2 separate regions of the Arabidopsis thaliana genome follow, and region 2 is linked to region 1. A link is a contact called in public ChIA-PET data. All regions are on one chromosome and are shown on one strand. Each heading gives the region's core, a stretch centred on a gene start, on an enhancer-like site or on the middle of the called end of the contact. The rest is flanking DNA. Distances are from core to core; before and after follow the strand shown.

Region 1 (5,224 bases), core at 945-3,444:
ACCTGCAGAGCCACCTGGATGGGATGCAGACCAAGTGTGCTGTTTAGCCATTCCTCTGTCGTCTGGAACACCAGTGGTACTGCCACAAGGTAAGGAACATCGAGCTTTTTCAGGGCTTCGATAGCCCTGGGATGATCCTGCCTTGCAGGTCCACCAACAAGAGCAAAACCAGTCAAGGAGACAGCAGAGTTTACGATGGGCTGTTTCGACACCGGGTCTACGAAATATTTCTCTACTGGACCAGAGAAATCCAACCCTCCTGCGAATATAGGAACGACCTTAGCACCTCTAGCCTCAAGCTCCATGATAACAGCCACATAGTGACTATCATCACCAGTCACAATGTGACTCCTCTGCAAGACTAAACCGACAACCGTTGCATCTTTCCTCTTGAGTGAGTCATTGGTGTCCCTTCTAGTGTCATACCAGTTCCAGTACTCCTTCACATCATCGTACATGGTTGGAGCAAGTGGATGCCAAATTCCAGTATCCAAGAACAAAACCGGATCCGAATACTCGATTTTGACACCTTTCAAAGCCGGAACATAAGATCCAGAAATCATCTTAACAAAATTCTGAAGATTATCAGGAGAGCCTCCAAGCCAAAACTGTAAACTCAAGATGTAGAGACGAGCATCTTGAGCCTTGTCACTAGGTAAGTACTTCAAAACCTTAGGCAAAGTCCTAACAAGCTTCAACATACTATCGGCAAAACCAGCAGAGCCTTGTTTCTTCCTCTTGAAGAGTTGGAAAAACGGAGACTTTGACTGACCCAATTGAGACATACTAAAAGATCCAAGCTTGTTCAGTCTCATTACCTCAGGCATTGAAGGGAAGACAAGAACTGCGTCCATCCTGTCTCTCTCCTTCTCCACCGCATCCTTAACTTTAATCGCCAATTCCTCGACGAAGATCAGAGAACCAATGAAGATGTTGGCGTCTTTAAGGTCTTCGCAGAAGTTGTTGTAAGTGTTCTTGTCTCTAAGCTCCTCGACCAAGTATCCAACCACTTCGTAGGATGCGAATCTCGAAGTCTTGTTGAGAGATTGCACGGCTTCACTGAGAGAAGACTGGTACTGAGCCTCGAGGACGACGTAGACGATTTTCACCGTCGGAACGTTGTCTCTCTTGATCGGAACTATACGACGGACCTCCGGGTTCGTCTGTGTGAAGAGGCCGTTTCCAGATACAGCAGATTTCACCTTGAAGAAAGATTTGGCTGGTTTGGTTGATCTGTGTTTCTTCCGGAGGAAAGAATGTTTGGTACTGTTAGTGAGCGAAGAGAGATGCTCTGCTTTAGAAGTGGATAGAGTGAATGGAGAATACACAAGCGAAGCCATTTTGCGGCTGCTGGATTCTCCAAACGTTGAATTCGAAGAGGAGAGGATAGGAGAAGAGATGAATCGTTTTTTGTTGGTTGTCTCTTACACTTTTTGAGCTCCAAGTGGGAGTTTATGATTCTCTCATCGGTAAACGCTTCGGACCAAGGAACTAAAAAAGAAGCGTTGGTTTTGAAGGTAAGTGGTGAGAGGGAAGGACACGTGGACGAATAGTTACGGAAGAAGGGAGAGTCTACTTGTGAGGTTGAGTTTTGTCGGATGTATATCCGCTTGGGACAATGAGATGGACTTTGCTGGCCTCTGATTGGCTCATTGAGATTTCTATTCATATTTTCATGGTTTGGGAGTGTGGATATTGAGTGTCTTATTTTCTTTACTTATTTGACAAGTATTTTTATGTTGCTCTCTTGAAGATCGTATTTGCGGTTTCAGCCATGTAAAAGATTCTTTTCCGATGACGACACTTTTACTAGGCATATTCGTCGGGTAGCCGGTTTAATCCGGTCTAGATTTTGTATAATTTTTGGTTCAGCTAGGTCTGGTTTGATATTTTTCTACTTATTTCTTAAAAACTGGCTTTAATCTTTTAAGGTAAACTCAGGATTTTTCTTTGAAAACGAAATTTGAAATATCAGACTCATAACAATTGTAACAACAAATGTAAAAGTTAAAACACTCTAAAATGTACTCAAAATTTTGATCATCATCATCACTATTTTTTTTATAATAAATGGATGTAAAAACTTATCATGTTTCAATATTTAAAACTTTTTTTTTTTTCAATATTTAAAACTTACATAAAATATATAATTAAAAGAAAGTTTATGAATTAGAATATTAAGTTATATGTAATTAAATGGAGCAATACATGTAGCCTACTAGTATTGTTGTTGCATGAGTTGCATCATATTCGAAGATATACAATATGTTTTTTTGATATAAGAGTACCGCTTCATTCTCTTTTTTTTTTTTGTCATTTCCCAAGTGTAATATTGTTATTAATACATGGGCTATACTAAAAGCCCCACGAAAAGTTTACTGAACTATTTGAGGCCCAACAAGAGCCTATCGGATTAACGCCTACTGCAGAAGAAAATCTGTCTGCACTCCACCCAAGAAAACGCAGACTAATTAATGAAATCAACGAAACGGATAGGTCGGGTCTAAGGTTGACCATGAACCGCAACCTGAACCAGGAGCAAAGTGGTCAAGTTTTGCCATCCGGTCCGAGTCCCTTGGAGGAATAATACCAGAACAGAAAAAAACAGAAAAGTCGACAATAAACAAAAGAGACAAATTTGATTTGATTGGTTCCAGAAATTCGCAGAGAAACAGCTCTTTGTCTCTCTCGACTGATCTAACAATCCCTAATCTGTGTTCTAAATTCCTGGACGAGATTTGACAAAGTCCGTATAGCTTAACCTGGTTTAATTTCAAGTGACAGATATGCCCCTTATTCATCGGAAAAAGCCGACGGAGAAACCATCGACGCCGCCATCTGAAGAGGTGGTGCACGATGAGGATTCGCAAAAGAAACCACACGAATCTTCCAAATCCCACCATAAGAAATCGAACGGAGGAGGGAAGTGGTCGTGCATCGATTCTTGTTGTTGGTTCATTGGGTGTGTGTGTGTAACCTGGTGGTTTCTTCTCTTCCTTTACAACGCAATGCCTGCGAGCTTCCCTCAGTATGTAACGGAGCGAATCACGGGTCCTTTGCCTGACCCGCCCGGTGTTAAGCTCAAAAAAGAAGGTCTTAAGGCGAAACATCCTGTTGTCTTCATTCCTGGGATTGTCACCGGTGGGCTCGAGCTTTGGGAAGGCAAACAATGCGCTGATGGTTTATTTAGAAAACGTTTGTGGGGTGGAACTTTTGGTGAAGTCTACAAAAGGTGAGCTCAACAATTCTCACTCTTCCTTTATATTGGGATTTGGATTGGATCTGATGAGATCACGCACTTGTTGCTTCTTCAACATCACTCAAACTTTAATTCCATGTTTGTCTGTCTTACTCTTTACTTTTTTTTTTTTTTGATGTGAAACGCTATTTTCTTAAGAGACTATTTCTGTATGTGTAAGGTAAGCGTTCCAAGGACGTAATTGGCTTGGACTATTTCTGTTTGATTGTTAACTTTAGGATATAAAATAGCTGCCTTGGAATTTCAAGTCATCTTATTGCCAAATCTGTTGCTAGACATGCCCTAGAGTCCGTTCATAACAAGTTACTTCCTTTACTGTCGTTGCGTGTAGATTTAGCTTTGTGTAGCGTATAATGAAGTAGTGTTTTATGTTTTGTTGGGAATAGAGAAGTTCTAACTACATCTGTGGAAAGTGTGTTCAGGCTGTGATAGAGGACTGTTGCTTTATTATTCAACTATGTATATGTGTAATTAAAGCTAGTTCCTTTTTGATCTTTCAGCTCAATGTGCTTTTCTCAATTTTTTTCTCAATTTCAAAGTTTCACATCGAGTTTATTCACATGTCTTGAATTTCGTCCATCCTCGTTCTGTTATCCAGCTTTGAACTCCTCCCGACCCTGCTATGGATATATTAAAAAAAAAGTGTTTTGTGGGTTGCATCTTTGTTACGATCTGCATCTTCTTCTTTCGGCTCAGTGTTCATGTTTTTGCTATGGTAGAGATGGGCAATGTTATTGTTGATGGTAACAGTGGTATAGTTGATAGTATCTTAACTAATCAATTATCTCTTTGATTCAGGCCTCTATGTTGGGTGGAACACATGTCACTTGACAATGAAACTGGGTTGGATCCAGCTGGTATTAGAGTTCGAGCTGTATCAGGACTCGTGGCTGCTGACTACTTTGCTCCTGGCTACTTTGTCTGGGCAGTGCTGATTGCTAACCTTGCACATATTGGATATGAAGAGAAAAATATGTACATGGCTGCATATGACTGGCGGCTTTCGTTTCAGAACACAGAGGTTCTTTTCTCATCGTTCTTTCTATTATTCTGTTCCATGTTACGTTTCTTTCTTCATTACTTAAGGCTTAAATATGTTTCATGTTGAATTAATAGGTACGTGATCAGACTCTTAGCCGTATGAAAAGTAATATAGAGTTGATGGTTTCTACCAACGGTGGAAAAAAAGCAGTTATAGTTCCGCATTCCATGGGGGTCTTGTATTTTCTACATTTTATGAAGTGGGTTGAGGCACCAGCTCCTCTGGGTGGCGGGGGTGGGCCAGATTGGTGTGCAAAGTATATTAAGGCGGTGATGAACATTGGTGGACCATTTCTTGGTGTTCCAAAAGCTGTTGCAGGGCTTTTCTCTGCTGAAGCAAAGGATGTTGCAGTTGCCAGGTATTGAATATCTGCTTATACTTTTGATGATCAGAACCTTGGCTCTGGAACTCAAAGTTATTCTACTAAATATCAATTCTAATAACATTGCTATATTATCGCTGCAACTGACATTGGTTGATTATTTTTGCTGCTTATGTAACTGAAACTCTCTTGAGATTAGACAAATGATGAATTGATAATTCTTACGCATTGCTCTGTGATGACCAGTTTCTTAGCTTCGACGATAACATTTGTCATACTGTCTTTTGGAGGGCATTGAATTTTGCTATGGAAAGCGCTGGAGCTTCCATGCTTGCATTCTTTACCAATTAGCGTTATTCTGCTTCTTTCAATTTTCTTGTATATGCATCTATGGTCTTTTATTTCTTCTTAATTAAAGACTCGTTGGATTAGTTGCTCTATTAGTCACTTGGTTCCTTAATATAGAACTTTACTTTCTTCGAAAATTGCAGAGCGATTGCCCCAGGATTCTTAGACACCGATATATTTAGACTTCAGACCTTGCAGCATGTAATGAGAATGACACGCACATGGGACTCAACAATGTCTATGTTACCGAAGG
Region 2 (5,262 bases), core at 1,277-3,776, 39 kb after region 1:
TTGGTTCACATATAGTTAACATCTATATATGGTAGCAACTATACAATGTAACACATATTCATCTCAAACTGTAAGAATTGGAGGCTCACCGGCAATTTGACAAGTCTAGATTTATGCGCTATAGCCCTTAAGATGGCCTGTTTGATCCACCAGTAGACATAAGTTGATAGTTTGTATCCTCGGTCGGGATCAAATCTCTCAGCTCCACGAAGCAGCCCTATGCTTCCTTCCTGAATAAGGTCTTGCAAATTCAAACCTTTGCCTTGGTACCCTGTTGCAATAGAAACAACCAACCTACGGTAACAACGAGTAATCTTTTCTCTCGCTTCTTTTCTACGGCATAGTATTTCATTTGCACTACGCTTCTTCTTCCCTCTGCCACTGGCTAACAAAACTGATACCATTTCATTCTCTTCAACACTTGTTCCCAAATTTTCAAGTTTTGCTCCTTCCTATTAATTACCAGCAAAGGTATTATTACCAACAAGGATACACAATGTTTGAATCTTTCCATTAATGGGCCATGAGAGATATTGGATAAGAAAGAAATGATATACCTTGAGGTACAAGCAAAGCTGAACCTCCTCTAAACGACTCAAAAACCCAGATCGTGAAGCTCCAACAACAGGAACACTAATTGTCTCTGCTTCTGCTTCTACGCCAGCATTTTCCTCTTCTTCAGGCTCCAAACGTTCGTAACCTACTCTTCTTCTTCTTCTCCTCTTCCTTCTCTTTTCTGACTGAATTCCCCATTTCTCAGGTTTGATCATCACGGAGCTATCAACCACTCTATCCACTGTAGTGTCACCGCAAACCAGAGCCGTACTAAGCTTTATAGAAAATGGGGATGATAAAGAAGGAGATGGTTGACATTGGTGAGTCGTTCTGAGTAAGGGAGAGATTGTAGGGACAGGAGGAGACGGACACATAGTTGCGGTAGCTGTAGTGGGAATCGTCGTCGCCATGGATGGATGAGCTGCAGAGCTTCCCACACCTTAGATTTTTCTATTTTTGTTATCTATCTTCTTTTTGGTCCAATAAAAATGGAAGAAGAAGATAATTCTCTCTTGTGTTACTTACTTATATCATAGAGCCTCTCTCTGTGTCATATCAGTTATCCGCAATTAAATTTGGGTGGAGTTGCTTTCTTTTTTTGTAATTAAAAAAAAAAAAAAATCTTTTCGATATGCAACAATTTTGGAAAAGGAAACCAAAAATGAGAAATTACAGCTTATAAATGTTTTCGGATTGCAGTATATACAAACCCAAAGCTCCATAGTTTTCGGACCCTTAATTATTAATGCAAACCCAAAATTCGAGTGGTTTCGGACCCATAAAAAGGCCCAATAAAATTGGATTCCTAGTAAATTGACGCATATGATGTCACATGTACAGTGATGGCTGAACGAGAGATAATGGACCAAGTGTCACGGTCTAGACCCCACGTGCTTGAGGGTGGGAGCAACGCGCTGTTCCAAAGCTTGTCTGTGGTGAACACGCGTACCTCTCTGAATCCTCGTGATCTTACGGTGGGCTCCACTAATTTCGCTGACGTGGAATTGTCCACACACAGTACTCTTCTTGGCACTGTACGCTCAACACAAGAGGAGTCAATTATGCCACCACTAACTATATATTAAGATTAGACTTTAACAACAAAAAACCTATTTAAAATTAGATTTTTATATGGAATTAGTAAAAGCAGTATATTCGTACGAGTTCCAAAGCACTCAGAGCCTCAACCATTGGACGTCATTCATAGATGTACGAATTAATAATCATTGTCTTTAGAAATAGTCTGTAAAGCCGTCTAGATGGTAAGTGTTTGAGTCAATCGTTTTTGTAGACGGTTTCATACGAAAATGTAATTCAAAAAGCTGTTTTGTAAAAAGATTATGGATTAAGTTTGGACGTAGTTTAATTAGACGTGTAAAGTATACGAATACGCAAAACTAATGATAGAGAATCAAAGGTAAAACACATTTTGATTCCGAAGCGGGAATCAATCCACCTTTATCCATACGCATATGAATAACAAAGTCTATCTTCTTTTTTGTTCTGATGATTTAAAGTTTCAATACTATTTTGTTTTTTGGATCAAAATATTTTTTAATTCACTTTTTAAACAATAAAGTCTTTTTTGGGTATATAGTATTCTTAAAGTATCTGCTGCTTTAATTTTGGTGATGCATCTGTACCTAACAAGACAAATGAATAATTGTTGATATAATTTCATTAAAATAGACACACGTGAAGCAATTGGATTTGCTAAATGAGATAACCATTCCAAGTCTTAAAAGATAGATCACTAGACAACATTGTTTAGTCCTTATTCTATTCTCTCCCCACTTTCAAATCAATTGTCTCTTTCTTCCTGTATGCATTATCCCATGTGCCCTCAAAAAACATTCCTCCTAAGATTGATTAGTCTCTCGGACTATACAATTAATATCTTAAATACCAGTTTTTAATTACAAATTACTTTCTCACTAACTAAACTTTGAATCTTTTTTAAAAAAAATATGTAACCACATTTGGATGGATTGGTGAAAAACAAAATTGCGGGTGGAGGAGGTCCGTGAACATGTGACGAGATTAAAATGACACTTGGGTGACCACCTTTTTGGCCCTCTTTAGCTCCAAGGCTATATATATATATATGCATACATCCATCCATTTGTACATATATACGTGACTCATCGTCTTTTTCACTCCCACACGTTCTGCTCCAGCGATACTGTGAGAGAATCTCTGTGTGGTACTCTTTCATTTTTCCTTTCCCATTTTCAAATATTCCGTTACGATTTCGAATATTTCCCCCATTGATTATTTCCTTTAATTCTCACGCTTATTAGCTTAATATTGGAATTTTTAGGTTCTGAATTCTTAGGCTGGAATTGAATTCTGAAATGGCGGAGGAGTACAAGGAAGCGTTGTTGGAGAAGCAGAACTATCACGACGGATGTCCCGGCTGTAAGGTGGAGCAGATGAAGCAGCTCCGGCGAGGATATCCTTACCTCGAGCTTTCCTTCGTTTGGATTATCGTCCTCTCCACTTGTAACACCTTCTTCGCCTTCTCATAACAGTTACTATTGTGTCAATTTTCCTTGAGATTTTTGGTGTCAATCGGATTCGGCTATAGTGTTGTTTTTGACTATTCGTCATTGTCAACTACTTTGACGAGATTCCGGAAATTGATTTGCTTAATGGTTTTACTGCTAAATGTTTTGAAATTGGCTTCTTGTGTTGAAAGTAATGATTCGTTATGCGATTCCTCATACGTTCTTATTTGATATCATGTGTTTGCAGCTCTACCAATTTCCTCACTCTATCCCTTCCTCTACTATATGGTGAGTTTTTGATCGAGTACTGTACTGTTCTTTTGTCACAGGCTCTTAATAGTAAGTCTGACATGTCTTCTTTGTTTTCATAGATTGAGGATTTTGGTGTCGCAAAGACGGAGAAAGATATTGGGTTTTATGCTGGTTTTGTTGGTGAGAACTGATAAGACATTTGCCTCTGTCACTTGTTATTCTGTAGTGAATCTCCATATCTATACCGTTTGTTCTAATGATATCTCTTATTACTTGGAAGGTTGCTCTTTTATGCTTGGAAGAGCACTGACTTCTGTGTTCTGGGGAATTGTGGCTGATCGTTATGGAAGAAAACCCATTATACTCTTGGGAACTATCTCAATGTTAGTATCATTAAACATGATTTTGATTTGTATCCATCTTCGTCTCTAGATGCTGATTAGGTAGTTTACTGCAGTGCAATTTTCAACGCTCTTTTTGGCTTGAGCTCAAATTTTTGGATGGCAATTGGCACAAGGTTTCTTCTTGGGAGTTTCAACTGTTTGCTTGGAACAATGAAGGTGGCTTCTTTGTTACCGCTATTACTCTTGGTTTATGTTTTTGTTCTGCACACCAGATTGTCAGTTGCATCTTCTCCTATCTTATTATCAATGTGTAAATTTTCAGGCCTATGCATCAGAAATATTTCGTGATGAATATCAAGCTACCGCAATGTCAGCTGTAAGTTTCTCCATCTCATACATTTTATATGTTTTGACTGACTACTGGTGTCATGAAATTTGTAACTTTACGTATTTCAGGTTAGTACTGCTTGGGGCATTGGACTGATCATTGGCCCTGCTCTTGGTGGTTTTTTAGCTCAGGTAAGTCGATCGTATCTAAGTTTTTATATTTTCTTAGCTTTCCAAACCTTGCCATACGTTATGATATAAATGTGAAGCTTATCATGTGTCCATCTCTCTTCCTTTGCTACAACTTGTTTGCGTATTCATTGATTCATATTTAGCTTTCTAGTGTTCTAATTAATGCTTTTCGATGTTCTCTAACTTCAGCCGGCAGACAAATATCCAAATGTGTTCTCCCAAGAATCTCTTTTTGGCAGGTGTCCATTCATACTCCTCTCTTTAAAAGTTGTGTAGAAGGGATCTAATATGGAATCTCATGAAATAATATGCGAATTCTGATGCAGATTCCGGTATGCATTGCCTTGCTTTACGATTTCAGCTTTTGCCTTGCTTGTGACAGTACTATGCTGCTTCATCCCGGTACTCTATTTTCTTTGAGAGCGTTCTGAGAACCTTGATTCATTGATGACTCTTCTTTATTAATATATTTCGTACAGAGTTCACTCACTAGTCTCCTTTTTTTCTCTGAGTAGGAGACACTGCACAATCATAAGCTGGACAGCTTATCACATGATGATTCATACGATATACTTGAAGCTGCATCTCATGAATCATCTCCTTCTACCGGGAAGGCAGGAAAAAACGAAAGAAAGGCTTCTCAGTCTCTCTTGAAGAATTGGCCGCTGATGTCATCTATCATTGTGTATTGTGTTCTGTGTCTTCATGATACTGCATACTCGGAGGTAAGTAGTTGAGCTAGAATTTTCTGCGTACTCTCATCTGGTCTGCCTCATTAAGTGGATTACTCAAGAATTAGTTTTCTACTGCTGAATTTTTATATTTCAGTCGTTTATTTTCTTGATGTTATTGAAGATCTTGAATTTGGTGTCAAGATTAGAGGCTTTACATGTGTTTATCTCGAGGAACAAAAATAGTGTCTTTTTTTGGTTCTTCTCTAGTGTGGTCTGTTGTATATAGCCTAGTCTTTGCGCACCAAATTGTAGTGTTTGACTGTTATGGTCCCTGCCGAGAGCAGTGGATTGTATAGGTACTGACCAGAATGTGGAGTGTGTTTTGGAATCCTGTGGGGTTTATCTGGGTCG

The links. ChIA-PET counts read pairs in DNA pulled down with a chosen protein or histone mark.
Region 2: an H3K4me3 ChIA-PET map of shoot shows a contact between it and region 1, with 16 read pairs. The contact joins the promoter of ZIF1 here to the promoter of PDAT in region 1. A contact is called at or near these places in 2 of 26 Hi-C or Micro-C datasets (rosette leaf and vegetative nucleus) and 1 of 2 datasets of contacts at active chromatin or transcription factors (shoot).

The regions. Positions count from the first base shown.
Region 1 is chr5:4,390,743-4,395,966 of TAIR10.1, forward strand. It overlaps PDAT (phospholipid:diacylglycerol acyltransferase), which reads left to right and starts at 2,195. Exons shown (of 6, transcript NM_121367.3): 1 at 2,195-3,232; 2 at 4,058-4,280; 3 at 4,376-4,659; 4 at 5,115-5,224. The coding sequence starts at 2,787. It overlaps GUN5 (magnesium-chelatase subunit chlH, chloroplast, putative / Mg-protoporphyrin IX chelatase, putative (CHLH)), which reads right to left and starts at 1,687. Exons shown (of 5, transcript NM_121366.4): 1 at 1-1,687. The coding sequence starts at 1,340.
Region 2 is chr5:4,429,780-4,435,041 of TAIR10.1, forward strand. It overlaps ZIF1 (zinc induced facilitator 1), which reads left to right and starts at 2,527. Exons shown (of 18, transcript NM_121377.5): 1 at 2,527-2,758; 2 at 2,876-3,057; 3 at 3,310-3,350; 4 at 3,434-3,494; 5 at 3,595-3,697; 6 at 3,772-3,874; 7 at 3,981-4,034; 8 at 4,115-4,177; 9 at 4,367-4,416; 10 at 4,504-4,579; 11 at 4,693-4,902. The coding sequence starts at 2,910. It overlaps SIG4 (sigma factor 4), which reads right to left and starts at 1,122. Exons shown (of 4, transcript NM_121376.4): 1 at 558-1,122; 2 at 90-452. The coding sequence starts at 965.